Regions from separate parts of the Mus musculus genome. Here regions 1 and 2 are each linked to region 3. Evidence: chromatin contacts called from public promoter capture Hi-C data. All regions are on one chromosome and are shown on one strand. Each heading gives the region's core, a stretch centred on a gene start, on an enhancer-like site or on the middle of the called end of the contact. The rest is flanking DNA. Distances are from core to core; before and after follow the strand shown.

The links. Promoter capture Hi-C pulls out the DNA fragments that hold promoters and counts their contacts.
Region 1: a promoter capture Hi-C map of hippocampal neurons shows a contact between it and region 3, with 4 times the contacts expected there. The contact joins the promoter of 3300002P13Rik here to the promoter of Isoc2b in region 3. A contact is called at or near these places in 2 of 39 promoter capture datasets (hippocampal neurons and second pharyngeal arch cranial neural crest).
Region 2: a contact with region 3 is called in a promoter capture Hi-C map of pre-B cells, with 4 times the contacts expected there. The contact joins the promoter of Prkcg here to the promoter of Isoc2b in region 3. A contact is called at or near these places in 3 of 39 promoter capture datasets (hippocampal neurons, liver and pre-B cells) and 2 of 115 datasets of contacts at active chromatin or transcription factors (astrocytes and embryonic stem cells).

The regions. Positions count from the first base shown.
Region 1 is chr7:3,420,675-3,425,516 of GRCm38.p6, forward strand. It overlaps 3300002P13Rik (RIKEN cDNA 3300002P13 gene), which reads right to left and starts at 2,771. Exons shown (of 2, transcript NR_126426.1): 1 at 2,600-2,771; 2 at 991-1,910. It overlaps Cacng6 (calcium channel, voltage-dependent, gamma subunit 6), which reads left to right and starts at 3,988. Exons shown (of 4, transcript NM_133183.2): 1 at 3,988-4,318. The coding sequence starts at 3,988.
Region 2 is chr7:3,302,137-3,306,827 of GRCm38.p6, forward strand. It overlaps Prkcg (protein kinase C, gamma), which reads left to right and starts at 1,396. Exons shown (of 18, transcript NM_011102.4): 1 at 1,396-1,823; 2 at 2,170-2,201; 3 at 3,208-3,290. The coding sequence starts at 1,654.
Region 3 is chr7:4,862,752-4,867,694 of GRCm38.p6, forward strand. It overlaps Isoc2b (isochorismatase domain containing 2b), which reads right to left and starts at 3,428. Exons shown (of 6, transcript NM_026158.2): 1 at 3,310-3,428.

The DNA of each region.
Region 1 (4,842 bases), core at 1,521-4,020, 1.4 Mb before region 3:
AGCTTTAAGCACAAGCATGCTGGGTTCATAGTTTTATTTAAAACAAAACAAAAAACCCCAGAATCTTGTTACTGTGAAAGTGGGTTGGGTGGGGCGTGGTGAATGTCTGTAGATGGAGACAAGAGGATCAGGAGTTCAAGGACATCCTTGGCTACATGAGACTGTCTCCCAAAACAAAACTGGAGGACCTAGGAATGTAGCTCACTGGGCAGAGTACTTTCCCAGTATGCAGGAGACCCCTGGTTGTATCCCACCACTGCATAAAAGGCATGGCAGCTCATGTCTATAAACAGTATTAGGGAAATGGAGGCAAGAAGATCAGGAGCTCATGAGACCCTTTATCAAAAACAAACAAACAAAATCAAAGGGGGAATGAGCATTAGAGGTATGGAATTTTACAGCTTGTATGAGAGCTAGGAATCTGAGTTGAAGCTGCACCGTTGTGTACTGAATAGACTTTAGCTAGGAGGGAGGGATCAAGGGTTCTTTTTTGGACATGCCCAGTTGGTGATGCCTCTGGAAATCCAAGTCAGGGTATCAGGTAACCAGTTAATGATGATGGGAGTGGTGACGAGGTCAGGGTTGAAAATACAAGTTTTAGTAACATCAGCATTCAGAAGACATTTAATGCCACGGAACGGGATAACTTTGAAGGGTGATGTGGATAGAGTTATGACTCCGGTCAGAAATTTGGAAAATTCTAAATCATCTCTATGAGAGGGAGTGGCCTGGGTGTAGGCAGAAAGCCAGACCCTCTCACAGGGCAAAAGAAGTGTTGGTGGGGTGTATGGCTCAGTGTATAGTACCTGCTTAGAAGCCCCCAGTGAGGGGCTGGGGTGTGGCTCAGGGCTAGAGCACTTGCCCTAGGTTCAGTCCCTAGCACACACTCACACACACACACAAGGAAGGCTGGAAAGCACATAAAGTTTTAAGGAGGAGGAGGAAGTCAGCCATATGTGCCCAGTGCTACTGAGAGCTGGGAAGAGATCTGGAAGACCAGAAGCTTTATTAATGTGAACAGGGCTGATCAGCGCAAGAAGAGGTGACTGCAGTCCAGCTTCAGAGACAGAAACCTGATCCAGCATTGGGGGAGTGGTGTGTGGGAAGAAGTGGGAGACAGAATCCAAGCAGCTATCATTTTGGTATGAAAACGATACAGAACTGAGTGTAGTGGCCCATGCCTAAAATCCCAGAACTAAAGAGGCTGAGGCAGGGGGATCACCAGAGTTCAAGGCATGCCCGAGCTTCAGAAAGAGACATTTTCTTAAAACAAAAACTTGAAAGAGGGTCAGTGAGATAGCACTTGCTGTCAAGTTTGACAACCGGAGTTCAATCCGCCCCCTGGGACGCACATGGTAGAAGGAAAGAACTGACCCTGCCAGTTGCTCTGACCTCCACATATGCACCACGACACACATGCCCCTAGATCCCCACACCCCACAAAACAAATACTTTTATTTTCATTTGAAAATGAAAAGTGAAAGTGACAGAGAAGGAAAACGTATCGGCAAGAAGACAGCAAATGCACACAGAATTTCCATAGCTACTAAAGCAGATGGGATTGAGAAATATGGAGAGGTCCAGGGGCCAGAAGAGGGGAGAACAGCTCAATAGCAAACAGGGAAGAGAGCCTCGGGAGGACTTCCACAATGAGGCAGCGCTGCCCACCTTCCAGAGCCCGCTGATGACACTGTGTATCTTGCTTTGAGAGCCCTGAGCAAATCCAGTGACATTATCTTCATTCAGTAACGACAACTCAGTGCTCAGGAATGTCTTCTGAGGACTGGCTGATGCCAGTCCCCTGCCATTTCAGAACTGATTCCAACCAAAAAGTCCAGAGTGGGGCCAGCAGAGGTGGCACTTGTGTTCCAGGCACCTGGTCGTAGCAGCTGATGTACTGGAGGAGCTACCTGGGGAAGGAAGGAGTTGGTGAAAGGTGGGTCCCACCTGGGTGGTCCACAGAAGGGCTGAGAGAGGGAGTGAGGGCTAAGAATCAGACCCTGCTGTCATGCCACGTGGCTGTCCCCTGTCTGGGTCTCTGCTGTAAAAAAGGCCCCCAGGGACACACAGGCTAATAAATCCAATAAGGACAGTTGCTCTGTTTCATGTGTCCCAGCACCCTAATTCCCTAGAGTCTGTCTTTTCTACTTTCTTGGGGACTGAGGACTTGAACACTGAAACTGATCTAATGACCCTGAGGATTCTGGCCATAGGGGCCTCTTCCAGGTCTTGGAGTATAGGTTCAGACAACTCTAGGAATACAAGCCCTAGCTCTCCTTCTTCAGACCTGGAGGCCCCCCACCCCCCATCCCAGCCCTATTCCCACTCCCCTGTCCAGACTGAAGAGTCAGGTTCCAGGCCTCTCTCAGGCCCACAGTCCAGGCCTTAGTCCTCCTCCCTCAAGACCAGGAGCCTATACTGAAGCTCTGTTCCCACATACATATGAGTTCAACCCTTCTCCCTGAAACCCTCAAACTACATACCCTGCCTCTCCTCCCCCAGACTTTAAGAATCCAGACCAAGCCCACCTCCTCCAAACCTTCAGACTCAAAGAGTCCACCCCGCCCCCACCCCCAGTACTTCTTCCAAGCCTCTGGACCTCAGAATCCTGCAAGCCAACTAGGGAGCTTCCAGCCTGGACTGCTCAGGACAGAAACACAAGTTCTCTGACTTCACTGGCTCTTTGAGATCCAGATTTTGGACTTTGCAGCCTGGTCCCGGACCCTTGGGGAAACAGATCTCCCTTCGTTCGCTCTGTTGAAGACCCGGCCCCCAGCCCCTCCTTCCAAGAGGCCTCCCTCCCCCGCCCCTTGTCCCCTTAAAATACCCGGATCCCTATGGCAACAGGCGCTTGCGACAGGTGCGAGTGTTATTTACGGGTCGAGCCTGAAATAGCCGGTGGGGTGAGGGGGTGGGCGGATGGGGCGAGGCAGGGAGCGAGCGCAGCAGGTCCGGAGAGCTGACTGGGTAGAGGCGAGCAAAGCTGGACGCTTCGGAGGCATCGCGGAGCTGGGGCCGGCGTGGCGCAGAGGCAGGAGAGCTCAAGGGACCCGTGCCCGGGAGACCCGGGTGGGAAGTCCAAAGGGAGCGCGGGACCCTGAGCTGAGTTTGGAGCGATCCTGGCCGAGCAGGACTTGGGAGCCCGGGGGAGGGGGAGCCGAGTAACTGCAGACAGACTGACTGAGAGTCCCTTTCCAACTCCTGTGTCCCCCAGGGTATTTTGCCTTGGTTTTCTAAGCCAGAGTGTAGACCACAGTGCCTTGGTCTGAGCCCTGTCCTGACTACAGAGAGTCCCCAGCCTCTTTTTCTGGACCTCATTGTGATTCTCAGCCACTGTAGGAGACCTGGGCTCTTTTTTGAGTAGTCCCTGGCTCGCCCATACCCCCTCGAATTCCAGTGGGGTCCCAGATTTGCTGTGAATACTGGAGCTTCCACTTGCCTCTCTCAGACTTGGAGCGATTTCTAACTTTACCAGTGAAATCCCAATTCTAACTTTTGTATAGCCCAAAAGTGTTCTGAGATTCCTCCTTTCTCAAATTCTGAGCCAGAAGAAATCTAAACTATATCTCAAACACACGAAAAACCTCAGCTCCCCTCTTTTCAAGGGAAAACTGTGAGACTTACGGGAGACCCCATCAGCAACCTTTGGAAACTGGGCAAGTTTTCCCTTGGGCTCCTCAGTTTTCTCATTGGCTAGGTAAACCTCAGAGTAGCCTAGCTTTTTCTCTAGGCCTCACCTGTGCCACGTTCATGTGCATAAGCCCTGGTAGCATCCTTAGGCCAAAAATATAGTTAGTTTCTCTTCTCAGGGGCAAAGGCCTCCACTCTTGCATTTGGGGCTCAGCTTTTTCTCATTCCCGATCTAGTTGACACTGAGCCTACTACTTCCTTTGAAAGTCTAGGCCCTGCCCCCTGCCCCTTAGGACCCGCTGCACAGGTCTTTCTGACTCCTTGAGGCTCGCCTGAGCTCCAGCGGATCCCATCATCATGATGTGGTCTAACTTCTTCATGCAAGAGGAAGACCGACGCCGGACAGCTGTGGGCCGGCGTCGTGCCCAAGAACAGCAGAATCTCGGCTTGACTCCGGAGCGAGAGGGCAAGATCAAGCTGGGGTTGCTGGTGGCAATCGTGGGTGCTACGCTGGCTGTGCTGGCTGTGGGCACCGAGTTCTGGGTGGAACTCAATACATACAAGACCAATGGCAGCGCCGTCTGTGAGGCCGCCCATTTGGGGCTGTGGAAGGTGTGCATCAAGCGACTGTGGCAGGCGGATGTGCCCGCGGGCAGGGAGACCTGTGGCCCAGCTGAGCTGCCAGGAGGTGAGAGGCTGTGTTCTGAGCCCAGATCTGTGTCCCACAGTCAGGGAGAAAGAAACTTTTGTCTGGGGGAAACTTTTGTCTTGTTCTTATCCCCCAAGAATGTTTGTGCCCAAATCAACCTGTGCTCACAGAAACTGGAGAGAAAGGGGGCGGGGAGAGTGAGAGATGTTCAGGGGTAGCACATATCCCTAATTAGCATATGCCCTAAAGAAACTTGTTTCTTAAAGTTTGCCTTCTAGCTGTGGCCTATGCCCCAGACCAGCCTGTACCCCTCAGACAGCCTGTGCTTCCAAACCCAGCTGGTCCCCTCAGAACAACAGCCTGTATACACCCCCGCCAACCCGTATCCCCTAGAACTGCCTGAATTCCCCACCAGACAGCCATGCACCCACAGACAGCCTGTGCCCTTAACTAGAAGCCTGGAGACATCCCACATTCCCATTCTGTGTGCCTCTGTGGAGACAGACCACCCTACGCCCACCCGGAAGTAAAAAAAAAAAAAAGTTCTATGTTGATTCTCTGTT
Region 2 (4,691 bases), core at 146-2,645, 1.6 Mb before region 3:
GAGTGCACTGAGCTCGACAGCCTCTGGCGGGCCAGGATTCCCTAGAACGGCTTCCTGCCAGAATGGATCCGTAGGAAGACTGGAACCTCAAGAAAGGCGCATCGTGGGGCGTGACCTGGGGAAGAACTCAGGGGAGGAGAGACCTGGGCGTGTGCATAGGAAATCCCAGGGTGACACTGAGTTGGGAGAACCACTCAGGTGGAGAGTCACAGGGAAACACGAGAGACACCCAAGACAGAGCATAGGGAGATCCAGAGTCAAGAAATACACTCTGCTATAGTCATAGGGAGATACGGAGGGGACAGGCCCTCAGAGATGGAGAGTTACAGGGAGACGTGGATAAAGGAGAGACCTCCAGGGCTGGAAAGCCATAGACAGAGTGGGGAGAATCCCAGAGACGGAGTCTCGGGGAGGCAAAGGAGGGAGAGACGACAAAGAGGAGAGTCGAGATTCCCCCGAAGACAGTCCCAAGGAGACACCGAAAAGGGTCAATATCCCCCCAGAGACAGTCACAGGGAAAGAAGGAGAGACCACTAGAGCCAGAGTCACATGGAACAGGGGGGGGACCGCAGAGATAAAGAGGATCACAGGGCCAAAAGGAAAAACCCTGAATGGGTCAGAGAAAAGGACAGAAGGGAAAGGCAACTACTCAGAGAAAGCGCCTTCTAGCGACAGGAAAGGAGAAATACAGAAGCAGGGAGTGACGGACATCGGGAATTTAACTAGGGAATTTAACTAGCTGAATTTAACTAGCAAAGGTGAACACAGATTAGCGAAGATCGGGAAAGGCAGGACAATGGAAATGAAAACATTTTCAGTACACCATGTGGTGCATGAGGAGAGACGTGAGCAGGAAAAAGAGAGAAGCAGAGAGGGAGAAATGGAGAGAGTAAACAGGAAAGAAGAGAGGAAAAGAGAGAAAAGAGTGAGAAGGCAGAGAGAAAAGAAACACACCCAGAGGGAGGCATAGCACCAAGCCCAGAGGCTCTAAGAGCGATAAAGAGCCTGAAGCATCACGAGGAATGAGACACTAGCCTCCGTGTCTATCAGAAAGTCCTCAGCACTAAAGACAAAGTTTCTTGATTAAAAGATTAATATGCCCAGAGACACACGGGTCTACCCCAGATTCTAGATCCTGACAAAACCTACTCATGCGGCTGAGTGGGGGAGGAAGATGGGTGTGGGGGCCAAGATGACTGACTGACTGGGAGAAAGGGGGTGGACAAGGCTCGGAGGACGTCCCCTCCTTGCATAGAGCCTGCGGAATGGAAGTGTGCATGTGGAGAGGAGGGAGGGGCATCTGTCCCGGGCGGGGGGGGGGGGCTTTAAACTGAAACCCCGCCCCTTGGTCGTCATGGCAACGCCTTCCCCCACCCCCGACTTCTACATTTCAGCAGGTGCTGAGAGCGAAGCTCCCGCCGCCGCCCGTGCCTGCGGCTCCTTGATGCCCCAGCCTTCAGCTCTGACCCCACCCGCTTTCTCCCCGGTCGGTGCTGCCCGTGCCGGGGTGTTGCTTTCTGCCGTGTGCTGTGCACCGTTAGGTGCCTTGCCCCTGTCCTTCCTATCTCAGAGTCTGCGGAGTCCTCCTACCGCCGTCCACCTGTTTCCTCGGAAAAAGGGCCAGCTCGTGATCCCTTCTGCGTTCCTGGGGCCATGGCGGGTCTGGGCCCTGGCGGAGGCGACTCAGAGGGGGGACCCCGACCCCTGTTTTGCAGAAAGGGGGCGCTGAGGCAGAAGGTGGTCCACGAGGTGAAGAGCCACAAGTTCACCGCTCGTTTCTTCAAGCAGCCAACCTTCTGCAGTCACTGTACCGACTTCATCTGGTGAGGGAAGCGGGCTAGGGGAGAGGGCTGGAAAAGGAGGGGACTTGGGAACAGTCATGTCACACTGGTCCCCAAGCGACTGAGCAGAGAGGGGCTGCAGCTCCCACTCCTGGGCTTAATGGCAGGGGGTGGAAGTCTGGGTTCCTGGGTCTGAGGGAGGAAGAGCCAGGCTGGATTCTAGGGTCCAAGGGAAAGGGAGCTGGGACTAGAAATTTTGGGTTCTCGGAGAAGGCAACTAGGACTCAGACATCTGGGTGAAATTGGGAAACTGCAAACCTATGTCTTGCAAGGTGGGAGGGCCCGGGTACCCCTCTTTGCACTGACCTTAGATCCTTGACTCTTCCAGGGGCATTGGAAAGCAGGGCCTGCAATGTCAAGGTAAGAGCTGGGACCTGGACTTCTGGGACCCCTGAGGGTGGAGGCTGGGGCCTCACAGCTGAGGCGGCTGACACACGTGTTCTGTGGTCCCCAGAGAGGCGCGGGGGAGCCCTGGGCGGGGGGGTGTGGCAGAGACACACAGCCTGTGGTGGGGAGGAAACTCTGATGGCAGGGCCACCGCGGAGGTGGTGCTGGGGGCCCCTCCCTCGGCCGGTTCCAGGTGGGGACAGATATTTGGAGAATCTGTTTCCATGGGAACAGGGAGATTTGGAAAAGGGGAGCTGAAGGGGGGAGGGGTTCAGAGATGCAAAGTCAGAGCCCCCCCCCAGACTGCCGTTGCCATGACAACACCATTCATCCTAAAGCAGGGGCAGGCCGGGTGGGGTCACTAATGGGCGGGTGGGGGCCGGGCAAGGGGGGCGAATCCTAAAACACCAGCTGCCACTTGGCTAAGAACAGAGTGACTCAAGGTGGGAGGCGGGCCGAAGCAGCACCCCCAGACTCACTTCTGTTCAAGTTGCTGCTCTCTATGTCTCCCTTGTCTAAGGATATTTCTGTTTTTTCTCTTCAAAACCTGTCTTCCTCTTTCCTTGCTTTTCTCTCTCTCTCTCTCTCTCTCTCTCTCTCTCTCTCTCTCTCTCTCTCTCTCTCTCCTTTCTACTTTCTCTGTGTGTGTGTGTGTGTGTGTGTGTGTGCGCGCGCGCGTGCGCACCCAAGCATATTGGGGGGTTGTGTTACTTTGTGTTTCTCTGTCTCTTTTTGTCTTTCTTCAAGTCTGTCTCTTGGGGTTCTAGGTCCTGCTCTCTGTGCCTCTGTGTCTGTCTGTCTCCATACAGCTCTTGGTCTGGGTCTCTCCTCTGATTTTCTCTTCATTGGACTCTCTATGTGGGAATTCCTCTGTTGGTGGTTTTCTCTGAGCTGGAATTTCTGTCTCTAATTTTTCATCTATTGGGGGTCTCTCACTTGTCTCACCCTCCCTCTGTGTCTCTTGTATTCTCATCTTTAGTCTGTAGCTTTGTGGTTCACCGCCGATGCCACGAATTTGTGACCTTCGAGTGTCCAGGCGCTGGAAAGGGCCCCCAGACGGACGTGAGTGCCCAGACACCTGGTTCTTCCTCCTCAGGCCACGTCCCCGCCCTCACCCCCTCGGCGTCCGTCCCAATTTCTCTTGCTATTTTTAAGGCTGGGAGGGGAGGGGGGCTGGAGAGATAGAAAGAGCCCAGTCTGGCCCAGATTCCTTGCCCTTGGCCTGAAAAGGGGGACTGAGAAGGGGCCTGGGAGAGGCTGGGGACATAGGTGAGGGACAGAAAGGGACACAGGGGTTGAAGAGACCAAAAGTTATCACTGGATTCATGAGACTGACATCCAGGGAAGAGGAAATTAAAGAAAATTAGAATGTGGGGGGCAGAGAGAGAGAGAGACAGAGACAGACATAGACAGAGACAGAGAGAGATCACACCGGACAGAGGTGTAGGAAAAGAAATTCAAAGCTGGGTGTCACAGCACAAGCCTAGCACATCCTAGCACATGAGAGGTGGAGGCAGAAGGATCTAGAATTGAAGGCCAGCTTTGTCTGCATAGATAGTTCTGGGCAAACCTGAGCTACATAAGACCTATCTTAATCGGGGTGTGTGTGGAAAAGGAAGTGGCAGAGATAGAAGATGGTTAGATGTTTAGGGAGGCTTAGAGAGACCCCACAGTGAACAGACACTAGGCACTCACGCGCAAGAATGCATTCAGATCCACAACCACCTCACCCTGCCCCTCCCTCTGCATAGCAGGGGCTGTTGAGCAGTCAATTCTGGACACTGATTCCTTTCTCCTCCTTCACTTTAAACCCAGCCTCCGATTCTTCCTTGTAAAATGCATCTGTAATCTAGCAGTGACCAGTGGAACGAACTGCCCATGATAAGGGAGATGTTCTCTTTCTACGGTTGCCATCAGCAGCATGCAGCCAGCACGAAACAGGGATGCTTTGAGGAACAGAAATCTAAGCTTGGTTTTCCTCAGATTGATTTAAATTTGAACAGCTACATTGTTGAACCAGGTAGCATGAATCTAGACATTTCCAATCTTACCTTAGCAGTTCAGCAGAGATTGTTTCTTCCCAGAATTTGATACAAGAAAAGAAAGAGCTATACAATTCATAGATTCATAGGGAGGTGGCAATACGGAGGCTCAGGCAGTAGCACTGTGAGTTCGAGGCCAGTCTAGGCTAAATATGGAGACACTGTTTCAAAGAAGGCCCAGGAGGCACCTGGTAGATTGTCTGTTGAAGAAAACAGAATTTGCATACAGGGTGTGAATACATAGAGCACAAATTGAGTACCAGCCCTGGGATATGCTTATTGCCTGCCTGTGCACGTGCTTGCCTCTGACACTATCTGTGTTTTATGAGGTCCTGATTACATACATACTCATCAGCTCTTTTACACCCAGTGTAGGCTTGAATCTGGATAATTGCTCATGAGATTAGATTGGTCGCTTCTT
Region 3 (4,943 bases), core at 2,178-4,677:
AAAGGGCGTCAAATTACCTGGAGCTGGACTTACAGAGAGCTATTAGCCACCATGTAGGCGCCAGCTTCCCTCTTCTTTCAAAAACACTGAAGCAGGGAGTGCTGGCACACCTTTAATCACAGTAATTTGGAGGCAGAGGCAGGAGGATCTCTGTGAGTTTGAAGCCAGGCTGATCTATAAAGAGAGTTCCAGGACAGTATTGCTACGGTTACACAGAGAAACCCTGTCTCAAAAAGAGAAAGAAAGAAAGAAAGAAAGAAAGAAAGAAAGAAAGAGAGAGAGAGAGAGAGAGAGAGAGAGAGAGGGAGGGAGGGAGGGAGGGAGGGAGGGAGGGAGGGAGGGAGGGAGGGAGGGAGGGAGGAAGGAAGAGCTATAAAATCAGAATAAATGTGTTGGGTATGGTGAGCATGCTTAAAATCCCAGCACTTTGGAGGTTTATCTGGGTGGTGTGCCAAGAGTTGGAGGCCAGCCAGGACTGCATAGTGACCTTGCCTTAAAAAAGCTAACCAAGAAGAAATCTAAGATTGCATAACGTGTAACAGATTGTCCAGTGAAGAATGAATACAAGCTTTGGAATAAAGTCAACAGCTAACAAAAACAGCCTGTGGGGATGAGGTTCAAAATTGACAGACACTTCTGTTTGACCCAACATCTTCTCCCAGACCTGAAAACTGAGATAGAAGCCCTGCCCACACGACCACAGCCTCTAGACTCCCCCTTAGCCTCAGCCCAGTCATGTCCCACCTCAAGGCCCCTGCTCCCCATTTCCTGGAGGGCCAGTGAGTGTCTGTGTTCCTCCACCTACCCCTGTGTGTGTGTGTGTGTGTGTGTGTGTGTGTGTGTGTAAGTGGGAGCATATACATGAAAGCACATGTGGAGATCAGAGCCCAGCCTCATGTGTTGGCGGTAACCTTCCACACTGAGATAAAGTTTCCTGTTTTCTGCTGCTGTACAAGCCAAGCTAGCTGGCCAGGACACTTCTGGGGGAGTCTCCCATTTCTATCTCCCATGTCCCAGTATGACCACTGGGATTACAGTTCCATGCTACTGTATCTAGCTTTACACGAGTATCAAGGAACCAAACCTAACTCCTCAGACTTGAGTGGCCAATACCTAACCCGTTGAGCAATCCACCCAGTGCCCAGAGGGCTCCTTCCCACTCCTGGGGCTATCTTCTGGTTCTGAGCACAAGGGACACGGAGGCACCACGAGACATTTCTGAGGGGTGGATGAGCTAGAGAGACACACAGAGGATCACAAAGACCTAGCAATCTGCTGAAGGCAGCAGGGAGCTCCGGAGGGACCAGTCTAGAGGCTCAGAACGTCTCATAGCCTGACAGGCATGGTCACCATCCTCAAAGTGACGGAGACACAAACCCTCTGATCCAGAAATCTGTCCCTAAGTATTTATCTGACAGGGACCAGGTTATTATTAATCACAAGACTCTTTGACAGGGCTCTAGTGATAAAGGGCCACAAATTCCCAAATGTAGCCAGTTAGGCCACAGACACTTGCAGTCTGGCCACCTGGTGACCCATAATGCCTTACATAACAGACACTAATAATGTTTAATGACCTATGGCATCATATCCACTCTCAACCACTGTGTAGAGCAGAGAGCTTCTCATGGACTCAAGGCTGGCCAGGGACTCACGTCAACCCTCCTGTGTGAGCTGTTTAAATCCTGGGATTCTAGGTATGGAGTCACTGAGCTGTGATTAGATACATATACTTCTTTCTTCCTCTCCCTCTCTCTCTCTCTCTCAAGTTTTCCACTTTGTGGTTTGGGGTGACCTAGAACTTCTGATCCTCTAGCCTCCACACCCTAGTGCAAGAATTTATCAGCATACAAGTGATTCATGCAGTACTGGAGATCAGATTCAACACCGTTTGCCACAGAATCTTGCTAAATCGCCCAAGGGCACCTGGAATTCAACGAGCAATTCTCCTGCTGAAACTTCCGGAAGGAGTAGCTGGGATTACAAAAACTGCAGCCAGCCAAATTCTCACTGTGGATTCTTTGTAGCCAAAAACAACTGCAAGGGAGGTCTCCAACACAGACATTTAAAAAACAAAACAAAACAAAAACAAAAAAAAACCAAACAAAAACCCACAAACAAACAAACCTGCAAGGGAGGTCTCCAACACAGATAAAAAGTGCGCCAGTGAAATGAAAAGCGCAAGAACGGTATGGCAAACTCCCATCTGTGCTCCCTGAATGGCAAATGTAGATTTTTTTTTCCTTAAAAATTTCTATTTATTTATTTAGTTTCTATATGGGAGAGGGTATCCATGCCATGGGGCATATGTGGAGGTCAGAGACAAGCGAAGGAGTCATTTCTCTCTGGATCCCAAATGTGTGTGTTGATCAGATTTACTTTTAATTTTAAAAAAATATTTATTTATCTATTCCCTGTATATGAGTGCTCTGTCTACATGTATGCCTGCATGCCAGAAGAGGGCAGCAGATCCCATTACAGATGGTTGTGAGCCATTCTGGAAGAGGAGCCACTGCTCGTAACTGCTGAGCCATCTCTCCAGCCCGGACTGGGTTTATTATATGAGTGTTTGACCTGAGACTGCATAGCCACATGCATGTAGTGTCTGTGGAGGCTGGAAGAGGTAGTCGGGTCCCCTGAAACTAGATTTAAAGACGGTTGTAAACCACCGTCTGGGTGCTGAGTACCAAACCCAGGTCCTCTACAAGAGAAACCAGAGTTCTTAGCCACTGAGCCATGTCTACTCGCCCCCCCTTCTCTATTCCCCTCATAGGTTTTTAAGGCTTATGTCCCAAGGGCTGGGTTCTTGGCTTGGGAACCCATTTTTGGGAGGCACAGTGTGAAGGAAATGAGCAAGGGGGCTGGATGGAGTTCAGTGGTAGAGAGCACTTGATTTGCCTGGCTTTCATGACAGCCAGGCTCAGTTCGCCAGATTTGATCGAGATGGACTGGGGACACAGATGGGAGAGGATCCACGATGCTTTAGGGAGAGCGATACAGAGGAGCACGTAATTGTGAGAGAAGCGGGGACCACAACTCCTGGAACCAGGAATTTCAGGCTGTGTGACCCTGGGTGAGTTTCCCTTCCTCTCTGGGTCTCTTTTTTTCTCCAGGGTTAGCTCACTGGCGGGGTTGATGCAAAATTTGTCTCTAGAGAGGGTTGGGGACTCTCCCCGCGGGTCTATCCTGAGACCAAATGGAATGCCATTCCAACCCCCGAACCCGACACCCTGCAAAGCTTCCGTTTCCCGGTCTGAATGACGGGATGGTGGGTTTGCAAACAGCCAGCAAGTAACGAACCGGACTTACTCGAAGGTCCCAGGTTCGAGTTCGGGCCCCTTTTCCAAGAAGTCCCGTGACCTTTTCCCCGCTGGATTCCCACTGACCCCGTACTGGGCCTCCTTTTTGCCCTTTGTAGACACGTAGTCAGAGCCGCGGGTCTACACCCCCGCGCCGAGCCAACCAATCGGCGTTCGCCTCACTCTGTTCTACTCCATCCTGTTAATTCGATTGGTCTGAAGAAACTGGAGCAGGCGGAGAGACAGAGGGTAGGACCAATGAAAATCCACGGAGGGAGGGCCTTGGCTGAGAGCTCGGCTTCTAACCCGGAAGGAGGGTGAAGAACGACCAGAGAGCTAGAGGCTCAATCTTGGCTAGTGTAGGGTTCATGGCACCATCCACTCCATCCGGGGCGACCGGGGAGAGGTGATGCTTTCTGTAACCTAGCTCTAGGAAGGCTGAAGCACGAGTATCGCCAGTTCGAGACTAGCCGGGACTGCGTGGTGAGACCCTGTCAACCAAAACAACAGCCGGGCATGGTGGCGCAAATGTTTAGTTCCAGTAATCATCATAAACCGATGATTTAGTTAATGGTTTAGTTCCAGTACTCAGGAGGCAGAGGCAGGCATAATTCTGACTCTACAACGCGAATTCCAGAATAGCCAGTACAACACGGAAGTAAGTCCTGTCTCGAAAACCCGAAAGTCAAACTAAGAAAACAAAAGAACAAGCCTCGTAAGACATTTTCCCCCACTGCTTGCCAGTTAGCTTTTTCTCCAGGAATTCAGGACTTGTCTCCTTGGGTGGTCTATATAGAAAACTGACTCTGTACTTAGAAGTGGGGGTTAAGAGAGAGAGGATTACTTCATCCAGATATATAAACCTGGTATGGTGGCTCAGGGCCGGTAATCCCAGCGTTCTAGAAGCTGAGGCCTTGAGTTCAATGAATAAGAAAACAAAAGCTGATTACGGTGGCTTAATACCCATGACCCCAAGTACTCAGAAGTGGAGACAGGAGGATTTCTTCACCTTGAAGTTATGAGAAAAGGGCTAGGCATGGTGGCTAACGAGGACTGTAAACCCAGCACTTGGGAGGCTGAGTGTGGGTGAGGATCTTTTGGGGGAGAGATATATATATACACAGAGTTCCAGGTTAGCCTGGGCCACAGAGTGTGACACTGTCGAACAAAGAAAAAGAAATAAGGCTGGAACTGTAGCTCAGGTGGCAGAGTCCTTGCCTGGCATGAATAAAGCCTTCGCTTTAGTGCCCAGCACTGTATGCATGGGGGTGGGGTGAGGGTGGGAGAGATGGGGGATGGGATGGGACTGGGAAGGCAACCGGCAGAGGTTCAAAGTTGGTCTCCCCAGAACAGTGAACTCAAGTGCATCCTGAAACTGAGCCTCAAAAACAAAATGAGCTGAACAAAGATTAAAAACAACAAGCCAGACAGTGGTGGAGGCTCACAGTCGCCTGTAATTCTACTTCCAGGGGCTCAGACACCTTCTTCTGGCCACTTTGGCACTGAATGCATGTGGTAAGCAGACACATGGGCAGACACACACCCAAAATTTTATAAACACACACACACACGAAGAAAAGAACCAGGCATGGTGGTACATACCTTTAATCCAAGCACTCTGAAGGCAGATGCAGGCAGATCTTT